Regions from separate parts of the Oryctolagus cuniculus genome. Here region 2 is linked to region 1. Evidence: chromatin contacts called from public Hi-C data. All regions are on one chromosome and are shown on one strand. The core of a region is the stretch at or near the end of the contact, and the rest is flanking DNA. Distances in the headings are between cores, read along the strand shown.

The links. Hi-C and Micro-C count contacts between places; a contact is called where the count stands out from the background.
Region 2: a contact with region 1 is called in a Hi-C map of psoas muscle, with 7 times the contacts expected there. The contact joins the enhancer-like site here to the promoter of FAM78B in region 1. A contact is called at or near these places in 5 of 6 Hi-C or Micro-C datasets (ear pinna, embryonic fibroblasts, psoas muscle and 2 more).

The regions. Positions count from the first base shown.
Region 1 is chr7:32,451,579-32,455,119 of mOryCun1.1, forward strand. FAM78B (family with sequence similarity 78 member B) reads left to right here and starts at 1,624. Exons shown (of 3, transcript XM_002715822.5): 1 at 1,624-1,957. The coding sequence starts at 1,695. LOC127493725 (a long non-coding RNA gene) reads right to left here and starts at 2,038. Exons shown (of 4, transcript XR_011390326.1): 1 at 1,889-2,038; 2 at 1-94.
Region 2 is chr7:32,678,557-32,682,097 of mOryCun1.1, forward strand. No RefSeq gene overlaps it. Among named protein-coding and RNA genes, the nearest start is that of UCK2, 99 kb to the right of the region's middle. Within about 2 kb of position 1,690, at least 1 of the 8 cell types and tissues checked has an H3K27ac peak or open chromatin away from gene starts, as enhancers often do.

The sequences.
Region 1 (3,541 bases), core at 374-2,873:
CACACTGACAACTGGAGCCAGGCTGGTCTTTGTTCATTGATTGGTTCTCAGATAACCTGGGGCCGCTGCTATGTGCCAGTCACTGTGCCACCTTCTGGGGAAACAAAGGCAAAATGGATCCCTGAGTCCAGGTTTTCTCTAGGGAAGATGGATTATCACAAATGAGTATCCAGATACTACTTAACCCTGCCTGGTTCTGATAATGACCCCAGGCTCCCCTTGTACCCAGCAGGCCTCGGGTAGCCTCAGCAGGGCCGCTAAAGCTTTTAACCCAGCTAGATGGTCATGCTGGACACAGCCTGCTTCGGGGTGCAGGGACACCCAGACGCAGTCCACGGTAAGCCTACCACCGCCCAGAATCTCTACTGTGGAGTGCTTTGTTCAAAGGCGCGACCCCTAGGGAAGAAAAGATTGGGGTGAGCCGAACTCTTACTTGAACCCATACGCAGGCATGCTGTAGACTGGTGTAGAGGCACGGAGCGATTCTTCGGGTGCCCCTTTCTAAGCACCGCGGTGGGAAAGAAGTAAAACCACGGCATCCACTGCCCCTTGCGGAGCCCGCACTTCAGCCCTCCGCGAGGGTGGACACTGGGGGACTGGGGAGGGGGCTCAAGCCTAACTCTAATGTCCCCAACTGTGCGGTGGACGACGGCCACGCCCACAGAAACCCCAACCCCTCAGCTGCCCCACACGCGCCCAGGGGCCCTGCAGGGCGCTCAGCTTCCCACCGGACTCTGGACAGCGCCGCGCCCTCCGAGGCGGCGTTCACCACCCCTCGCCGGGCCCGCGCCCCGCCCCGGCCCCACGTGCCGGCCCCACCCCGGGCGCTGGCGGCCCTTTAAACACCCCCACCCTCACACACTGCCCCCCCCACCCGGACGGCAGCCGGAGAGGGACAAAACTCATGGCGTACAGCCAGTCTCCTCCGCGGAGCACGTCAGGGGCAGCCCCAGCCCGTGGGGCTCTCCAGCCCCGGCCGCAGCCCCCCGGCGACCCGCAGGCTCCGGCTGCCGGCCGGAGGGGCGAAGGCGCAGTCCAGCAGCAGGGCGGGGCCGGCGGGAGCGCGGGGCCGGCCGCCGCCGCCGCCGTTGCCTCCGCCTGCCGCGCGGGCCGCCCGCTCGCCCGCCGCTGGGTGCGCTGCACACGGGGGGCAGCCGCGGTGCAGAGGTTCATGCAGCAGCGGCGGCGGCGGCGGCGGCGGTTGCTGCTGCTGCTGCCGCCGCGGAGGCAGACAAACCGGGCGCTGCTGTCGCCGCCGCCGCCGCCCTCCCCCGGCTCCATGCCGCCGCCTCCTCCTCCTCCTCCTCCTCCTCTCCGGCGAGGGGCGGGGGGCTCCGGCCCGGGGTGGGCAGCACTCCTCGCAGAGCCGCTCCCCTCCCTGCCCTCCGCCTGGGCGCGGGAGCTGGCGAGGGCGCCCGCCGCCTCCTAGGGGCGCACGCTCCGCGCGCCCTGCCCGAGCGAGGGGGCGGGCGTGGGCGGGCGTCGGGGCAGCTGGGACCCGGTGCGGCGGCCAGAGCAGGGGGCTTCCCCGGAGAATGCCCGGCGGCGACTGCTCCCCGCTCCCGGGTGCGAGCTGAGCCGGACCGCGAGCGAGCGAGCGGCGCGGCGCCATGCCGGCCTGACGGGCGCCCCCGGCTGCCCGCGCGGGCCCCCGCGCTGCCCCGCGCCGCGCCGCGCCGGCGCCGGGCGGCAGGATGGGCTGTATCCAAAGCATCACCTGCAAGGCGCGGATCCGGCGCGAGAACATCGTGGTGTACGATGTGTGCGCCACCATCGACCAGTGTCCCACGCGCATCGAGGAGACCTCGCCCATCGTCCTGCGCTACAAGACCCCCTACTTCAAAGCCTCGGCCCGCGTGGTCATGCCCCCCATCCCCCGCCACGAGACCTGGGTGGTGGGCTGGATCCAGGCGTGCAACCAGATGGAGTTCTTCAACACCTACAGCGACCTGGGCATGTAAGTGACCGGCTGCGCTGCGCCCGGTGGGGTCCCGGCCCCCGCCCCGCTCCTTCCCCGCGCGGTCCCCGTCCTCTTTCTAAATCTCCCTCCCGACTCCCCACTCTCCGCCCCCCGCCTCCCTGCGCTTTGTTTCAGTGACAGGGCGGGTGTGGGGAGGCTCCTCATGGGGGCATTTTCTCGTGGTTTGCTTCTGACTTCCCAGACGCGCGAGGAGGACGGTGCGGGGCTGGAGAGGCGGAGGTCGGGGTGACTGGGAGTTTCGGGGCCCGGTCTGGTGTTTGTGGGGCTTCCCGGGAAGAGTTTGGGGGCACTGTAGGGAGGGGAGTGGCGCGCAGTGCCGGGGGCGCATGGGCTGTGCCGCGCGTCCTTTGGAGAAAGCGGAGCAGGCTTGGATGGGAAGGTCCCGGGCGTCCGAACAGGAGTTGGTGGTTCTGCCCTTGCCACCTCTCGGCTGTCGGATTCGAGCCCTAGTGCCTAGGCAGCCTGGAGGTGTTCGTGTCTAGAACAGCAAGCACGGCAGAGCCCTCTGTGCTCCGCGACCTCGGGCCACGGTCTGGGGCGGTGGGCAGCTGAAAGGCACCCGGCGCGTCCGGGCAGAGCAAGGCTGATGGCCTTGTGCGAGTCGCTTCCGGCTAGCGCGGCGCGGGGTGCTCCTGGTGCTCCAGGAAAGAATAGGTCTCTGGCTGTCTAGGGTCTTTACTTTCCGAAACTTTCCTAATTGCGCCACTGGAAGGGATTCTCCGGCGCCCACCACCGAATCCTGCCGGCGAGCTGGGAGCTCTCCAACTTCTTTCAGCAGCGCCGGTTGGTGCGCGCCGGGCTGGGCGGCTGCGGTGGAGACCCAGGATCGCTGCGGCTTCTTCGGCCGCCAGGGGCCGACAGCCGGCCCGGGATCCGCAGGCTACGGGCAGTCTTGTCCCAGACTTTTTAATTTACCATTTCCTAACTCCTTGCCCGCCTCAGTTGGGAACTAGACTCGAGGCAGTTGGCAACTGCAGTGGCTCGCGGGTCTGGGGCCTGCTTTCTGCCTGCTGTTAACAATGTAGATCTAGAACACCCAAATTAGCCTGCAGCCTAGAGGGAAACCCTTTTTTTTTTTTTTTTCTGAAAATTCAACCTCATTTCACTTATTAATCGAAAACTCTACAGCTCCCAAGGTTCACCTATTTAATATGGATATGGGATGGGGGAGTACTCGTTTTAAAAGGTCAGACCATCTTTTCAGCAGGCGCTGGCAGGGTTTTTATTGCACTCTGAGAGCATGGAAGTTAACACTAGTCAGAAGCGCTAAAAGGAATTTTGACAGGTCGTTTTGTTTCCTTTTTTTCTTCCCAAGGAGTTTGCACTTCTCTCTTTAAGCCTAAAAGCTCAGTGCTGGAGAAAGTTCTTTTCCTGGTGAACAAATGTGAATCTGGGCTTGCACACTGTAAGACAGTGAGACGTGAGCCATGGGGGACGTATTATTTTGGGTGAATCATGCCATTGAAAAACAGACACAGCCTCCAAAGAAGGATTAGATTTGAACCCATGCATAAGACCACCCATCCTTTCCAGCCAGGCCAGAGAAAGCCACCCACACAC
Region 2 (3,541 bases), core at 440-2,939, 230 kb after region 1:
CCCCCGCCTGGCTGGCACAGAACTGTTTTCCCCAGGCCACATCCCAGTCTGTGCTGTTCCCTTGCATCCTCCAGGCTGGTCAGTCAGAGGCAGGTGACAGTCCCAAAGAGAAGCTCCGGAATCCAGTGCGGGAGTGTCCTCACCTGCTCAACAGGCATGCACTCTGCAGAGGTCAGAGAGGTTTCCCACACCCCATCTCTAGGAAAGTACTATTGAATGACATACCCTTATGGATGCAATGAATCAGTATCCCTGGGCAGTCTTCTTGTTTGGATTTTTTTGTTTGTTTGTTTGTTTTTTTACAGGCAGAGTGAACAGTGAGAGAGAGACAGAGAGAAAGGTCTTCCTTTGCCGTTGGTTCACCTTCCAATGGCCGCCGTGGCTGGCGCGCTGCAGCCAGCGCACCACGCTGATCCGAAGGCAGGAGCCAGGTGCTTCTCCTGGTCTCCCATGGGGTGCAGGGCCCAAGCACTTGGGCCATCTCCACTGCACTCCCGGGCCATAGCAGAGAGCTGGCCTGGAAGAGGGGCAACCAGGACAAAATCCGGCGCCCCGACCGGGACTAGAACCCGGTGTGCCAGCGCCGCTAGGCGGAGGATTAGCCTATTGAGCTGCGGTGCCGGCCCTTGTTTGGATTTAACCACACTCTCCAAGTGAATGGTTTCAATTTGTGAGATGTGTGAAGACTACGAGAAGACTCACCCCCTGCTCTCCTATCCCAGCCTCTGGTCTGTGTACCAGGACAACAAAAGGAAACAGACAGGAGACTCACAAAGGAGCACTCTGGAGCACTCCCTGGATGCCCCCTGCTGCTCCCTATCCCCCCCCTCCCCCCAGTCACAGCTCGTCCAGCTCTCTGCACAGAAGCCCCTGGTGCAGGCCCCTGCTGACCACTCTGCTCCCAGCAAATCTCACTTTTCCCTGCATCCTTTCCCAGGACAAGTTCAAGCCCACACTTCTGAGGCCACACCCTCCTGCTTCTACTCTCCTGAGCTGAGAACACTGGGTGGGAAAGGCTTAATGATTGCTTCTCTCTGAAGCAATACCCCTCCCCTAAAAAGCCACTGCAGGATCAGGGGACAGCCACGGGACAGAGGCTCAAGCCAAGCCGCAGAGCTCGAAACCTGTCTGTTGGGAAAATGCCTATAAAACGCAGATATGAATGATGATGTTCTGGGTGGGGATATTATAGGGGAACAAGAAGGCAAGGCTAGGGGCCATGGTAATCATTGCCTGCTAAGGTGGACAGTGGCTTCCATGGAGTACCTTAGAGACCCTGTAAGGATACCCAGGATCCACAGAGCCTAGGAGGACAGAACTTGGTCTTTGAGACGGCATGTCATAGCAGAGGCTACAGCACCAGGTAAGGGCATGCATAGGGGTTTAAGCTTTGCAGTCAGGAAAACACAGGGTCACATTTCAGCTTCTCCAGGTATTGCTGACTTGGTGCAATTTACTTAACTTATCCTAAACCTCAACTCCCTTTATGGAAAAAGGGGCAATATACTCTACCTCTCGGGATTCTAATGAGCTTTAAAACAAAACAATGCATTTCAAGACAGGCACACTGGGGAGACTGGCTAGCTAAACAGTTGATGAATGAAATGAAGGGGAGAAGTTGCGATTCTGCCCCCTGGTGGAGTTTTGAAGCCTCGCACAGGGGAGAATGAAATGGTGTAATTACAGGACTTGTGGCCAACACACAGAGTCTAACTCTGCCAGATCCTCCAAGCTGCTGCAGGGGAAGCCATGCATTAGTCCCTCTGCCTGTGCGCTCACACCCACACGCAAACAAAAGAAACATCTCCAGATCTGAGTGTGTTCAGAGCTGCATTCGAGATCTGTCATCAAATTATTAGCAAACTGGATGGTGTTGTTGTGGACTGCAGGATCCTTGCTGAAAAAAAAAAAATCTCTAATGTGAAAACAGCAGTCAAAGCACAGATTACAACCCTCCAAGAGGAATTGCTCTTCTAAAACAGCCTCTCCTCCAGAGCCCACACCATCAGCCTCTGCACACACCCCACCCACACACACACACACACTCACATACACACACACACACACTCTCACATACACACCAAAGATGCCTGCATGGAGCTCTCGCCTTAACCAAAGTTTTTTAAACATTGGTTGTGATCAAATCAATAAACAGACTGGGTTTTTTTTTAAGATTTATTTATTTATTTATTTGAAAAGCAGGGTTACAGAGAGGCAGAGAGAGCGAGAGCGAGAGAGAGAGAGGTCTTCCATCTGCTGGTTCACTCCCCAGATGGCCGCAATGGCTGGAGTTGTGCCCATACAAAGCCAGGGGCCTTCTTCCAGGTCTCCCATGCAGGTGCAAGTGCCTAAGCACTTGGACCATCTTCTACTGTTTTCCCAGGCCACAGCAGAGAGCTGGATCGGAAGTGGAGCAGCCTGGACTAGAATTGGCACCCATATGGGATGATGGTGCTTCGGGGAGTGACTTAACCTGCTACGCCACAGTGCCAACCCCCAGACCGTTTTTAAATCGCCTGTGAAGGGATCAAGTTCTGAGGAGCTCATGGGGGTGTTCTTCGGTGCAGCACACGGACAAGCGTGGGGACTCTGCCCTGTCTTCTGGCCTCCTCCCATGGGTCAGAGACTGGCCACTCAGTTCCTTTATCACTGTGGCCCTGGAAATGACATTGGCTTTTCTTCTCAAGGGTGAGAGCACAGCCTGATTCCATCCTACATCCGCTCTCCCTCAAAGTCTGGGGCAGGGAGCTCCTCTCCCCAGGCTGGGGCAGGTCCCACCCACAGGATCACCCCTCTCCGATGCCTGGTTGAATCAACTCCTGGCGAGGGCCAGCCCAGTGCTTTTATGACACGGCTGTCCTGGCTCTGTCTGAACCAGCCTGGCATCTATCAGGCAGCCACAGGGCTCTGCCTGCAGCAATGTTTACATTCTTACCAAGTCTGTAAATGCCCACAGCAGGCCCAGCCCTCCCAAGCACTGGAGATTGCAGAAATTCCTATCAACAAGCGTTGTCATGCGTCATAAATATATAGCACTTACAAACTCTCAAAGCATTGGGGCATTGCTTCACTTAAGGTTGGCACAAGCCTGTGAAGAGGTAAGGACGTGGCATTACCATCCCTAAATACAGGGATTAAGGATGAGAGGGTGGTTAATCCAGGGTCATGCAACCAGCCAACTGCAAAGCTACGCCTGGGGACGGCTAGTAGTGGCAGGGAGTGAGAAGACGTATGCATAAGCAACCACTGCACAATGAGGTTGGGTGAGACTGCAGAGTGGGCGACTCAGGCCCTATACATTTCCCTTACAGACTGGCCAACCTGAGCCCACAGAGCAGACGTCACAGCTGCCCCTTGCTGTGAGACACCCCCAGGTCTGGGAGTTGGAACTGCACCTGCTTGTGCGTACTCTGTTCTGCTTTGTATGAGACTTCTGTCCACACATGAGTGGCCCTGCGCTGTGTATGAGTCCTTGAGGGCAGACAGGTGCCTGGCACAGTCCTGGCCCAGGTCCTTAAAGTCTTCACATTACCTGTCCTTC